2 separate regions of the Mus musculus genome follow, and region 1 is linked to region 2. The links are chromatin contacts, called in public promoter capture Hi-C maps. All regions are on one chromosome and are shown on one strand. Each heading gives the region's core, a stretch centred on a gene start, on an enhancer-like site or on the middle of the called end of the contact. The rest is flanking DNA. Distances are from core to core; before and after follow the strand shown. Region 1 overlaps Calr4 (calreticulin 4). Region 2 overlaps Osbpl9 (oxysterol binding protein-like 9).

The links. Capture Hi-C pulls out chosen DNA fragments and counts their contacts.
Region 1: a contact with region 2 is called in a promoter capture Hi-C map of adipose tissue. The contact joins two enhancer-like sites. A contact is called at or near these places in 1 of 15 datasets of contacts at CTCF or cohesin (the NIH/3T3 cell line), 1 of 484 Hi-C or Micro-C datasets (morula), 1 of 115 datasets of contacts at active chromatin or transcription factors (embryonic stem cells) and 3 of 9 other capture datasets (adipose tissue, liver and pancreatic islet).

Annotation. Positions count from the first base shown.
Region 1 is chr4:109,239,107-109,244,834 of GRCm38.p6, forward strand. It overlaps Calr4 (calreticulin 4), which reads left to right. Exons shown (of 8, transcript NM_001033226.4): 3 at 3,051-3,145; 4 at 4,946-5,155; 5 at 5,583-5,696. The region is part of intron 2 of Gm40225 (a long non-coding RNA gene); the gene reads right to left. Among named protein-coding and RNA genes, the nearest start is that of Calr4, 6.3 kb to the left of the region's middle. Within about 2 kb of position 3,020, at least 49 of the 459 cell types and tissues checked have an H3K27ac peak or open chromatin away from gene starts, as enhancers often do. A contact at or near this core is called in adipose tissue, where this site is marked.
Region 2 is chr4:109,148,744-109,154,786 of GRCm38.p6, forward strand. All of the region lies in intron 3 of Osbpl9 (oxysterol binding protein-like 9), which reads right to left. Gm52703 (a long non-coding RNA gene) reads left to right here. Exons shown (of 3, transcript XR_003955256.1): 2 at 1,412-1,565. Among named protein-coding and RNA genes, the nearest start is that of Gm52703, 19 kb to the left of the region's middle. Within about 2 kb of position 1,673, at least 39 of the 459 cell types and tissues checked have an H3K27ac peak or open chromatin away from gene starts, as enhancers often do. A contact at or near this core is called in adipose tissue, where this site is marked.

The sequences.
Region 1 (5,728 bases), core at 1,770-4,269, 92 kb after region 2:
TCTCTAGAGACCTGACAAGATGACATCCCTAAACCTGAATGTTAATAGAAATAGACCAACCACAGGTATCAGCGGCAAGTCTGTCATACATGGGGATACCCCAGTTCTTAGAAAAGGAGGTGCACAGGCCTACTGTAAGGCACTGCACTCAGACTCAGAAAGACAGCCACGGTCAGGGAAATTATTTTTCTTAAGCCTTTGTAAATGTCCGGAGTGTGACATCTGTAACTGGGTCTTCTTGAGGAGACCCAGCTTTTAGCCACAACCAACCTTGAATCCAGTTTTAACATGATATTGAGAAATCAGCAGACATCAAGCATTACGACTTCTAAAGTACAGATGAAGAATGTGGGTTAGACCAAAAGTTTTGTACAAAGTCAGTGAGAGGGTTATGCTGGACAGCAGGCACTAACATGCCCTTTAATTCCCTTCAGACACCTCCTTTCCCTGGCAGCCTCAGCTAGATCCCCTCCCCTCCCCTCTCCTTTTTCCTCCTTCCCTCCCCCACCTGGTCTTCGTTCTTTTTCAAATCCTTCTCTTCAGCTTCATTGCCCCCCTTTAAAATCTGTACCCTCTTTTTTTTCTTTTTGTTAAATCCACTCTCTCCACACACAAAGTCTCAGCCTGTAGTTCCAAACTCACCATATAGCCCAGGCTGGCTTCAAACCCACTGTGAGCCTCCTGCTTCGGCCTCCCATTATAGGTGCAAGCCCCCATACCTGCTTACAGTCCTTCTCTTATGCAGAGCAACATTTTGGGGTGTGTAAAGTGTCTGCTCCCACATCATCTTTGTATTTCCTTCTGAATCTGTACCATGCGTTACTGTCTCCATTTTGCAGATAAGGAAATCGAGGCAAGAAATTTGCTCAGCGTACATAGAAAGTCAGACTTTGAGTCACTGTCTATAAAGTCCTAAAGCAGCTGGATAACTTTTTAAAAAGCAGAGTGAAATCTATGTTCTTATAAAGTATTGAGCCAGGCTGGAGAGCTGGATCAGCAGGGAAGAGCACTGGCAGCTTGTGAAGAGGACCCAGGTTTGATTCCCAGCACCCACATGGCAGCTCACAACCATCTCTAGTTCCAGGGGATCCAACTCCCTCTTTTCTGGCCTCTATTAGTATGAGGCATATCAGTGGTGCATAGAAATTTATGCAGACAAAATGCCCATACACATAATACAATAAACATAAAAATAAAAATTTAATTTGAAAAGGGTATTGAACCAAGTGTTAAGCTTTATACCGGTATCCATGGGCAAAACCAGGAGGATTGCTAGGAATTTGAGGCCAGCCTTGTCCACACATCACCTGAACACACGGCCTTTCCACAGTTCATGGCCTGTGCATTCGCTGTTCCCATCTTATGGCCTAGGCCAACCCACCCTTTACTCCTTGTTCCCATCTTCTCCCCAAGGTTACATGGAATCTCTCTCCCTAGGCTGTGAGCTCCTGGAGGCCTGGGATATACCTCAAAGTCTAGCACCAAGCATGACCCCCTGACTGCCTGTGTTAACTAGAGAGTGCTTGAGGGAATCCCAGGGAGTTCGTCTCTCTTTTGGCTGGTGAGACAGCCAAGGCTACGGAGCCTTTGTAAAGTTCTTTGGAGAAAAGTATTGATGAGGAGCTGCTATGAGATCATAAGAGGCAGCCTGACTGAATACAACTGGAGGCTTTTTTGGAGGAGGTATTAATTATTCTGTAAAGAGTGGGTTTGATTTTAAGAGGAGGAGGAGGAGGAGGAAAGCATGAAATGAAGGCAAAATCAACAGTGTGTGCAAAAGCTCAGGTATGAAATTCAAACGTACGGTAAAGCAGGGAGAAGATCAATGTGGGTAGAGTACAGGGTCAGTGCCTTGTGTGCATGTGCACGAGTGTGAGTATGTGTTGTGTTATCAGTGTATGTATTGTGTGGTCTGTGTGTGTGCATGCGTATGTATGAATGTGTTTTATACTTGATATTAGCGGAAAGGCTGAGAAGCTCTTTGTGAGTTATGAGTATGTGGATATATGAGAGCAGTCACGAGTCTCAGGACTCTCTGGACTCCCCAACTCCGATCCACAGTGCTCACTAGAAACGTCAGAAAGCAGAAGGGGTCACAGGCTCCGCTACTAGGTGGCTTTGAATCCTTGCAAGGCATCCTACCAGATCTTTGGGCAAGCTGCTTGACTTTTCTGAGCCACACCCATCTAAAGTGAGAGGGTAATGCTTATTTGTTAGAATTAGTGACACTCTGGCAACCCCTGCTGTTCTGGCTGCTTTGGTGTGTCAACTTGACAGGAGCTAGAATCATCAGAGAGGAAGGAGCTTCAGTTGAGGAAATGCCTTCATAAGATCCAGCTGTAAGGCATTTTTTCAATTAGTGATCAATGGGAAAGGTCCCAGCCCATTGTGGGTGGGGCCACCTCTTTGTTGGTAGTCCTGAGCTCTATAAGAAAGCAGGCTGAGCAAGCTATGTGGAGAAAGACATTAAGTAGCACCCCTTCTTGGCTGCTGTATCCACTCCTGTCTTCAGGTTCCAGCCTTGAGTGAGTTCCTGTCCTGACTTCCTTTAGTGATGAACAGCCATGTGGGAGTGTAAACCAAATAAACCCTTTTCCTCCCCAACTTGCTTTTCATCATGGTGTTTCATCACAGCAATAGCATTCCTAGCTAAGATACCTGGCTTCAGAAGGCTTCCAGTTGGTTTGGTCATGGAGCCCTGGCAGGAGATTAGAGGAAGAGAAGTGAGTTATATCTCTCAACTCAAAGCCTGCTTCTCTCCTGCTGTGCCTGCTCCCAGACTCTCCTCTCTCTCACCCCTCCTGTCCCCTTTGCTGCTGCTGCCCATGAGAATCACTGTACCTTTCCTTCTCTCAAAATCTTGCCCCCCCACTTTGTAAAAAAAAAAATCCCATTTATTAAAACCTTCTCAAATAACCCTGAGTGTCGTATCTGTCTCTTACTGGAGCCGTGGAGTGCTGCACAGGCTGCATCTGTCTTGGGTCTTGGCCCCAGACTGGGCACACTGCCTGAAATAGATGTGAAATCATGCTCTGGGGTTTAATTTCCAGGCCCGGACATCTGTGGCTTTGGCAACAACAGACTACAGGTCATCCTTTCTCACAAAGGGAAATACCATGAGAACAACAAGACCCTCAAGTGCAGGGTGAGTATGTGGATTAGTCCTCCGCCTAAGCAAAAGATTTTATCCTACATGTATGATTATTTTGCTATATGTATGTCTGTATACCACATACGTGCCTGGTGCCCACAGAGCTCGGAATAGGATGTCAGATCCCTTATAGTTACAGACTGTTATGACCTGCTGTGTGGGTACTGAGAGTTGAACCTACATCATCTGGAAGAGAAGCCAGTGCTCTAAGCTGTGGAGCTGTCTCTCCAGTCCCAGGAAAAAAAAGAATATTTAATATATAGTATCTTGGGGCTGTTGAGACGGCTCAGTGGGTAAGAGCACTGACTGCTCTTCCAAAGGTCCTGAGTTCAAATCCTAGCAGCCACATGGTGGCTCACAACCACCCGTAATGAGATCTGACGCCCCCTTCTGGCGCATCTGAAGATAGCTACAGTGTGCTTATGTGTAATAAATAAATCTTTGGGCTGGACAGAGCAGGAACTGAGTGAGTGGGGTTGACAGGAGGGAGCAGAAGTTCTAAAAATTCAATTCCCAACAACCACATGAAGATTCACAACCATCTGTACAGCTACAGTGTACTCATATACACAAAATAAATAAATCTTTAAAAAAATATATGGCATCTTATTTTTTCCCTATAAAACTCTACCAATTAAATGTTATCATCCCCATTCTACAGATTAAGTAGACCTAGTGATGTGCTATACATCTGGGATTTAATATAGTGCAATATTTGGTGTGGCACAGTTACTCACTGTTAGACATTGGGGTTGGGTCAGGAATGCTATGTTTAGATGAGATGGAGTGGGCCAGTTTACCTCAGTAATGTAAAGCTAGAAGCATCCAGATTAGCTAGAAGATAATAGGTGTATATTCAGTCAATAGTCCTAATAGGCATTATTAACCAAGTGTTAATTCTGCCTTGGGCCTTGAGTATGGGATAGATTCAGCCAGACAGGGCTTTCAAATGAACCAAACTCACAGGAAAGCCTGCAATGACTTGTGCCTGTAATCCCAGCTACTTTGAAGGCTGAGGTGAAAAGGTTGTGAGTTCATTGCTAACCTGGGCAATTTAGCAAGTGCTTCCCAAAACAGAACACAATGGAGTAAAGGTGAGAGTAGAGCAAAGGAAAGTGACTACCCATGTGACATTGGAGCAGAGAATGGGGCTCCTCCCCAGCCTAGGGGCTTAGGTAGGAATTGCTTCCTGGAGAAGTCTTCCTTTGTGCTGAAAGATGAATATGCTCTAGAAAATGAGTGTGACAATTTTATGGAGAGACGAATTCCTGGATGAGGAGTCTGCGTGAGAGAAGCCAAGGAGACTTAAGAACCCAAAGCACAGCTTGAGGGCTGATACAGCTGAAGCAGAAGAGAACGGCAGGAACAGAGTCTAGAAAGGCCCATAGAGCCCGGGACATTGGACCTTGTGTTGAAGTCTAGGCCTTCCTGATCAGTCCTCTACCCGGGGCTGGATGTGCTGAGTCCTCCTCCAGGCTGAGTCTCAGCCTGCGAGCTTAGGCACGATAAGGGAAATCATACATCACTCCCACTGTTGAGAAGCTCAGTTTAGTAGGACAAACAGAAAACAAGATAGGTCAAAGAATAATCAGAGCTTCAGATGGGTAAGGGCTAGAGGATGGGGGAGAGCGCAGAGTGAGACCACAGGAACACTAGCAGGGTGAGCCTGCTAGCGAAAGGGGAGAAGGGATGTTAGTAAAGTGTGTGTAATATGTGGAAGGGAGCATTCAGGGAAGTGTCTGAGATCTATGATCGCCCTATACGGGATTGAAATAGTAACCATTTCCTTTATAGATTAATAAAGACACTCACCTGTACACTCTGATCCTTCGCCCTAATGCTACTTATGAGGTTAAAATTGACAACCAGAAGGTGACAAGTGGAGGACTGGAAGATGACTGGGACTTCTTGCCTCCCAAGAAAATAAAAGACCCCTACGCCAGGAAACCAAGGAAATGGGATGAACGACAACAGATAGAGGATCCTGACGATAAGAAACCTGAGGTCAGAGGGAGTTTAGCAGGGAAAGCTAATCTCGGGGAGACGAAGGTATAGTAAGGCACCATGAGAAAATGAGGGTCTGATTTCAAGCCAGGTCTAGCAGGCATGTTCAGGGTAGCAAGACTCCAGGTAAAGACTGTGTGGGAGCAAATCACATACAAACCATAGCTGCAGCTCACATGACTGAGGGCAGGGTGAGGTCAGAGACAAGGATAATACCCACCTGATGTGAGTTTAAAGTACTCAAGGTCAGAATGATGGTGCACCCAGGGGGAGGGGGCCACGATGACCTTCTCTCTCCTGCACTGGGCTATCACACACTGGAGCAGGAGGGCGGGGTGGGTAGGGAGCCGATTCCCCCTGTCTGTACTTGAGTCCCCAGTTTCCTCCCATATCACGTCTATCTTCATGAAGGAACATTTTGTTTTAGGACTGGGAGGACTCTGAATTCATCCCAGACCCGGATGCCAAGAAGCCAGATGACTGGAATGAGGCGATGGATGGAGTGTGGGAAGGGCCCTTGATACCAAACGTCAAGTACATGGTGAGGAATCCCTCTTTTCAATGACAACTTAT
Region 2 (6,043 bases), core at 423-2,922:
TCTAGCAACTGAAGCTTCCAAGAGTCACCGCCCATGCTGAGATGTGGCTTTCCATGACACATTTCCCTTCAGTTGTCTGTGTTCCCGAAGTAACCCAAATAAACCCCCATTCCCACTTACCGCTCTGCTATGCCCTCTACCGCATGGTACACTAATTATGCCTTGGAAACCATGAGCTGAATGGGATTTCTCACCTTTAAGTTGTTTCCATCAGGTATCTTGTCATGGCTACATAAAAGTTACCTAGTAGCCACAGGAAAAGTTGTTCTTAAACATACACAGGACTGAAGGGTCAAGGAAATGGCATTGTTCTTCCCTTCAGGAAGAAGGACTGGAGTGATAATTAGCGTCATCTTTTCAATACTCTCCTTAGATTGTTACATTGAAAATTTATTTTAGTGAGTAAGAAAAATGAATTGTGGAATAAAATGTAAATTACTAACAAAAATAAAAATGGATTAGAGAGGTAGGTCTAACTGGCTACTCACTATACTGGAGTTCATAATTAAACTTGGGAAGATTATAATTTCAAATATCTAGGGAGGATTGAAAGTAGAAAACAAATTAAGAAGAACATAGGTACACTAGCGAGATCTAATCCTCCCACAGCAATATAACCAACTCCCAACACACGAGTCCAGCTCTATCAACCCACACAAATATCCCGAGTACCACTGAAATTAAACCAGCTAATTACAGAATTAATTAGAGCTGATTCACTTCCTTTACATGAAATGTGTGACTTTTTGTACTGGAAACATTACCACATAAAAATCAGAAACATAACATAACAGAGGAAACATCTTAAGTCAACCCAAGACAGTGACATCTGTTCGCTGGTGATAATGCTGAGCTAACATTGCTCTCAAAGTAGAAGACAGTCAAACCTATAACCATGCTTTAGCCTAATGACTTACCGTCTATTCTAAGCATCTTGGCCATGTGGGTGTGTGCTAAGTTGACTGGTATTAATGCAGTGAAGCACTGATGCACTGATATACTTGATCAATAGGACTTTTTTAAAAATTAAATACTTTTCTTCAGTATTGAGCACTAGGTTGCACTTTAGTAAACAATCAGGCTTTAATGGACTGAGCTGAAAGCAGTGGTTTATCAGGCCAACCACAGGTGACTTTTTCCATGGAGACTTACATAGCTCTAACTTAAGCTTCTTTTCCATCCTTAAAAGTGGTATATTTTATCTCAGGAAACTTGTGTCACTATAAAATATTCCAGATAAATTTAACTAAAGTTTGTACTGTTTAATAGATGTCCTCAGTAAAGCTCCCCCCTCCCCTGTTTTTGAGATAGGGCCTCACTATGTAATTTAGTCTATGTTCAAACTTACAATCCTGCCACCACGCCTAGATGCATAGTTTTCACCTTTTAAAAAAAAAATATTTTTTTACAGATCAGGTTTGCTGAAGCCAAGAGATCCCTTCAATACAAATGAAACCATGCACACTATGGGCAATCTACAATCAAGACCAAGTCATTTGACACTACACCTCACTCATCTATACACTGAGGACGATTCTAAGGTTGTTGCAAGAGTAAACTTGTATGTAAGTACAGCTACTTATCTAGCCTCTGGATCTTAAGCTTTCAAGTGTATTATAATCCCTGGAGAGGACACATTCCAGAGCTGCTGAGTCACAGGGCAAGAGAGGCATTCCTAGCACACCCCCCATGGTGCTGAAGCTCTATCTGCAAACACACTTTAAGAACCACTGACCTAACTAGGCAGTGGTGGCGCACACCTTTAATCCCAGCACTTGGGAGGCAGAGGCAGGTGGATCTCTGAGTTCAAGGCCAGCCTGGTCTATAGAGTGAGTTCCAGTTCCAGGACAGCCAGGGCTACACAGGGTTTTCAAAAAACAAAAAAACAAAAAAACAAAAAAAAAAAGAAAGGAAAGAAAGAACCATTGACCTAGATGGAGCTGAGCACAAATCTTGGCTCTACCACTTGGGCTTCCTAAAACTCACTTTCTCCAACTCTAAAACAAGAAGCTAAGCTATCTGCACTTGCGGGTTAGCAGTTAATGTTCACAGTGGGTGGAAAAGTGTCTGGTTCCTATCAGTTACTTAGGAGCAATTCGATAGCTGGGATAGGTTTACTATCACCACGCTGCTATTGCTTCTGAGTAGTGGAACATTGAGGGCATAGCATTTTGTAATTGCATTAAACTGCATTGTTATATAAAGGTCCTAGTTTACATTAGTTCCTTCCAGGTAAGACGATAGTTCACTATAGCTAGTAACATCTCTCAAGAACAAGTGCTAGGGTTGGGGATACAAGAGAGCTTGCCCAGTATGCGTGAAGCTCTTGGTTTGATCCTCAGCATCTCATAAACCAGACAAGGTAATGCACACCCGTAATTCCAGCGCTCAGGATGGAGAGGCAGGAGGATCAGAGGTTCTGCCCATAGATCAAGTTCTGGGCCAGCCAAGAATTTGTGAAAACCTGTCTCAAAAGCTAAAGGTACTGAGAATTGTGTTCAATTTCCAATTCTGCTTTATGTTAGTGGTGTGTAGCCCCTTGTTTCCTTAACTGTAAGATAAAAATAGCACTAGCAATTATTCTGTAAAGCTTTGAGCTGCATGATTTAATACAGGTAGAATTCCAAGTAATGCCTCTTATGAAATAAACATTCAACAAATGATTGCTATAATTAGCATCCCAATATCCAAAATGTCATAAATCATTACACACATTAAATCATCAAAGATACAATTTCCTAAGCCAGGCATAGTATCTCACCCTGCAATCCCAGACCTGGAAAGCTCAGGCAGAAAGGTAAGTCATTCAAGGTCACTCAGGCCCATTTTGAAGCCATCCTTGTCTCAAAGATATATATATATATATATATACACACACACACACACACACACACACATATACATATATAGCTTATTGCAACATAAATTCAAACAACTGGACTTTTCCTAATCATTAAGGTGAGCTATAGACTATCTTGTCTTCTATTAGTTTGAGCCATATGAAATGCCTGTATGAGTCTACTTTTGATCTATAAAAACAGTAACTTCAGATGATTAGTTTCCGGGCTGGGAAGATGTAAGTGCTTGCTGCACAAGCATGAAAGCATGAAGACCTGAGTTCAGATCCAACCCCAGCACTATTGACGCTGAGACAGGCAGTTCCCCTGGGCTTGCTAACCTGGCCACCAGACTAGCCAATGTGTGAGCACCAAGTTCAGGGAGGGACCCTGCCTCAAAAAAGTAAGGTAGAGCAGGATAGATAGCAGGAGGCACCTGAGATAGACGTCTGACTTCCACACACGAGCATGCACACACTCATAAACACAGATACAAGTGCACCTCTGTCCTAACTGCTGTGAGTGCTCCTCCCAGCCTTTTGGCATTCCATCCTAGTATGATCTACGGTTTGACCATCAGTTCTTTGCTTGTTGAGATCTCCTAGATAAACGATAGATACTACTGCCATGGTTTTAATCCAAAGGCTTTTATTTAGCTCACAAAGATACACTATTTGGCCAACACTTTTAAAAAAATTTTTTAAAACTTGGAAATTTTGCATACCCTTTGAATAAAATAAATAAATAAATAAATAAATAAATAAATAAATAAATAAATCTGACTTCTCTTGGAAAGAAGTGGAAAATCTGGCAATGTCCAGCAAGCCTTCCCAAAGCCTTGACCAACTGGGCCAAGTACAGCAGCTTTCCCTTTCACTACTAGTCTTTATTATTATCCTTACATTTCATTTCATGTTGAATGTGGATGATGTGTCTGCGTGTGTGTGCGTATGTGGGCCACAGCACAGGTGCAGAGGTCAGAAGGCAATTTTGGGGCGTCTGTTCTCTCCTTCCATCATGTAGGTTCCAGGAGTTGAAATCTGATTATCAGACACGCAGACCCAAAACTGCAATCTTTGTCTAGCTTTAATCCTACCTGGTCATTCAGGCTTTGGGCTTCTCGTTCAACTGAACAATAGTATGCTCTCTCTTCACTTGCACTGGAGTTCAGATTCAGTTCCCATCATCTCTGTGTCTCCAAAGCAAACTCATGAAGACTCCTCTTCTGGTTTGTTTTATATGTGACAACATTCAATCAGACAACCAGGCCAAGAATACCACTACTACTAAATTCTCCTTCAATCAATCACCAATTCCCATTGATTTACTCACTACACATGTCTAATCTGTTCCTCTTTGCTTTCCCTATTGCCATTACTTTGGTCTGTTCAGGATCCATTACCAGCCACAGCTATTTCACCACAGATAAACTGTCCATCCTCCTAGCCAAAAGCAATGCCTGCAGCTGTGTTGTAGGTTCTATTGGTTCAGGTCTCATTGGCTCTTGCCTTCTCCAGAACGCTGATCCAACTACCCCCCAAAACATACACACACCCCACAGCCCCACCCCTTACCCCTCTTCTAGCATTATCAGCTCTTCCTCTCCATGGAATCACTGCAGTCAACATAGAAACACACTATTATTGTTCCTTTTGTCCTTACACATAATTTAAATCTCCCTGAACTCCCGAGGCCTGCAGTCCCCTCTTCTGCTCCTGCTATCTCTTCAGTAGACTGAAGCACTCAGCCCTGGTTTATAGCTACTGTTCTCAAGGTTTCAAGATGCCCTCCTGAGTAACTCCACTATGGCATCATTTCTTAGTGCGCGCTTCCCGGTCTGTCAGCAGCGTCTGACCTGCAGCAGGTCCTTCTCCCTCCTAGAAGCGCTGTCTCCAGGCTCCGTGTGCTTCTTGTCTCCTTTGGTCGCCAGTCCCTTTTACTGATTCTGCCTCATCCTGAAGCCTCTAAAGTACATGTACGAGGGCCCAAAACTCAGTGTTTGGACTTTTTTTCTTTCTACTGTTGTCCCCAAATTCTCAAGGCCATAAACACTGTCTCTATGCCAATGAGTCCTTCAAACTGTAGGACAGTGGAACTGTCCACTTTAGTTAATTGCAACTCCATTTTTTTTTAACCCAATCAACCTCAACTTGCCTTTCTGTCATGTGCTGCAACTCAACGTTCAAAATGAACGCATCACTGAAGAGAAGATGACTTACCAGTGGAGACGTAAGAAAGCCATACAACGATACGGGTGGACTATAAAACACTGCTCTGAGCTAAAAGGAAGACAAGGACACATGCTATGATCCCATTCGTTTGGCGCTCCCTAGGGGGCATGCTCACCTCTACCGACAGAAAGCAGATCAGTGTCGCCTGGACCAGGGCTTAGAAGGGGGGGTGTCTGAAAGGGAAACAATCTTTTGGAGTGGCAGAAATGTTCCATATGTTGATTGTGGTGGCAGCTATATATAAATAGGCTGACAAAAACTGAATTATATGAGACATATATTTTTAAATATTTTAATCTGAAGGTCTTTTGAAAATTTTTCACTTCTACTACTACTACTGCTACTACTACTACTACTGCCGTTATCATTATTATCACCATGTGTTTCAGTGTACGTGAAACATGCACGCACATATGACAGAGGGAGTTCATGAACACCACAGCATGTGTGAGGAACCAGAGGCCACCTCTCTGCCACCTTTGACGGTGTCCCAGGGATCAAGGTCATCACACTTTGCAGCATGAGCTCTGCCCACTGAGCCATGGTCTCACCAGTCCCTCAGGCATGCATTTTAGTTCATGTTAATTGTATGCTACTAAAGCTGATTAATCCGACCACTGTTCGCTCCCTCCCCACCCCCACTGGTGCAGTATGGACACTAGCACTCCCTTATTTCTTGTCTACAACGAGTTCCTAAATGGTTTCCTAGTCTGTACCCCTCCACACCTTATTCACAAGATAGTGGCCAGAGCTACCCCGTAAAATAGGAATCTCATCACGTCACTCTCTGATCAAAATTTCCTAATGGGCTTTCATAGCAATAAAACTCCTTTTTATCTTTCTTTCTTTTTTATTTTTAATTTTTGGCAATAGGGTCTTACTCTGTAGCCCAGGCAGGCCTGAAAGTCACTATGTAGACCCTGGGTTCTATCTCAGCACAGGAAAAAAGGTAACACTCAGACATGTTATTACAAT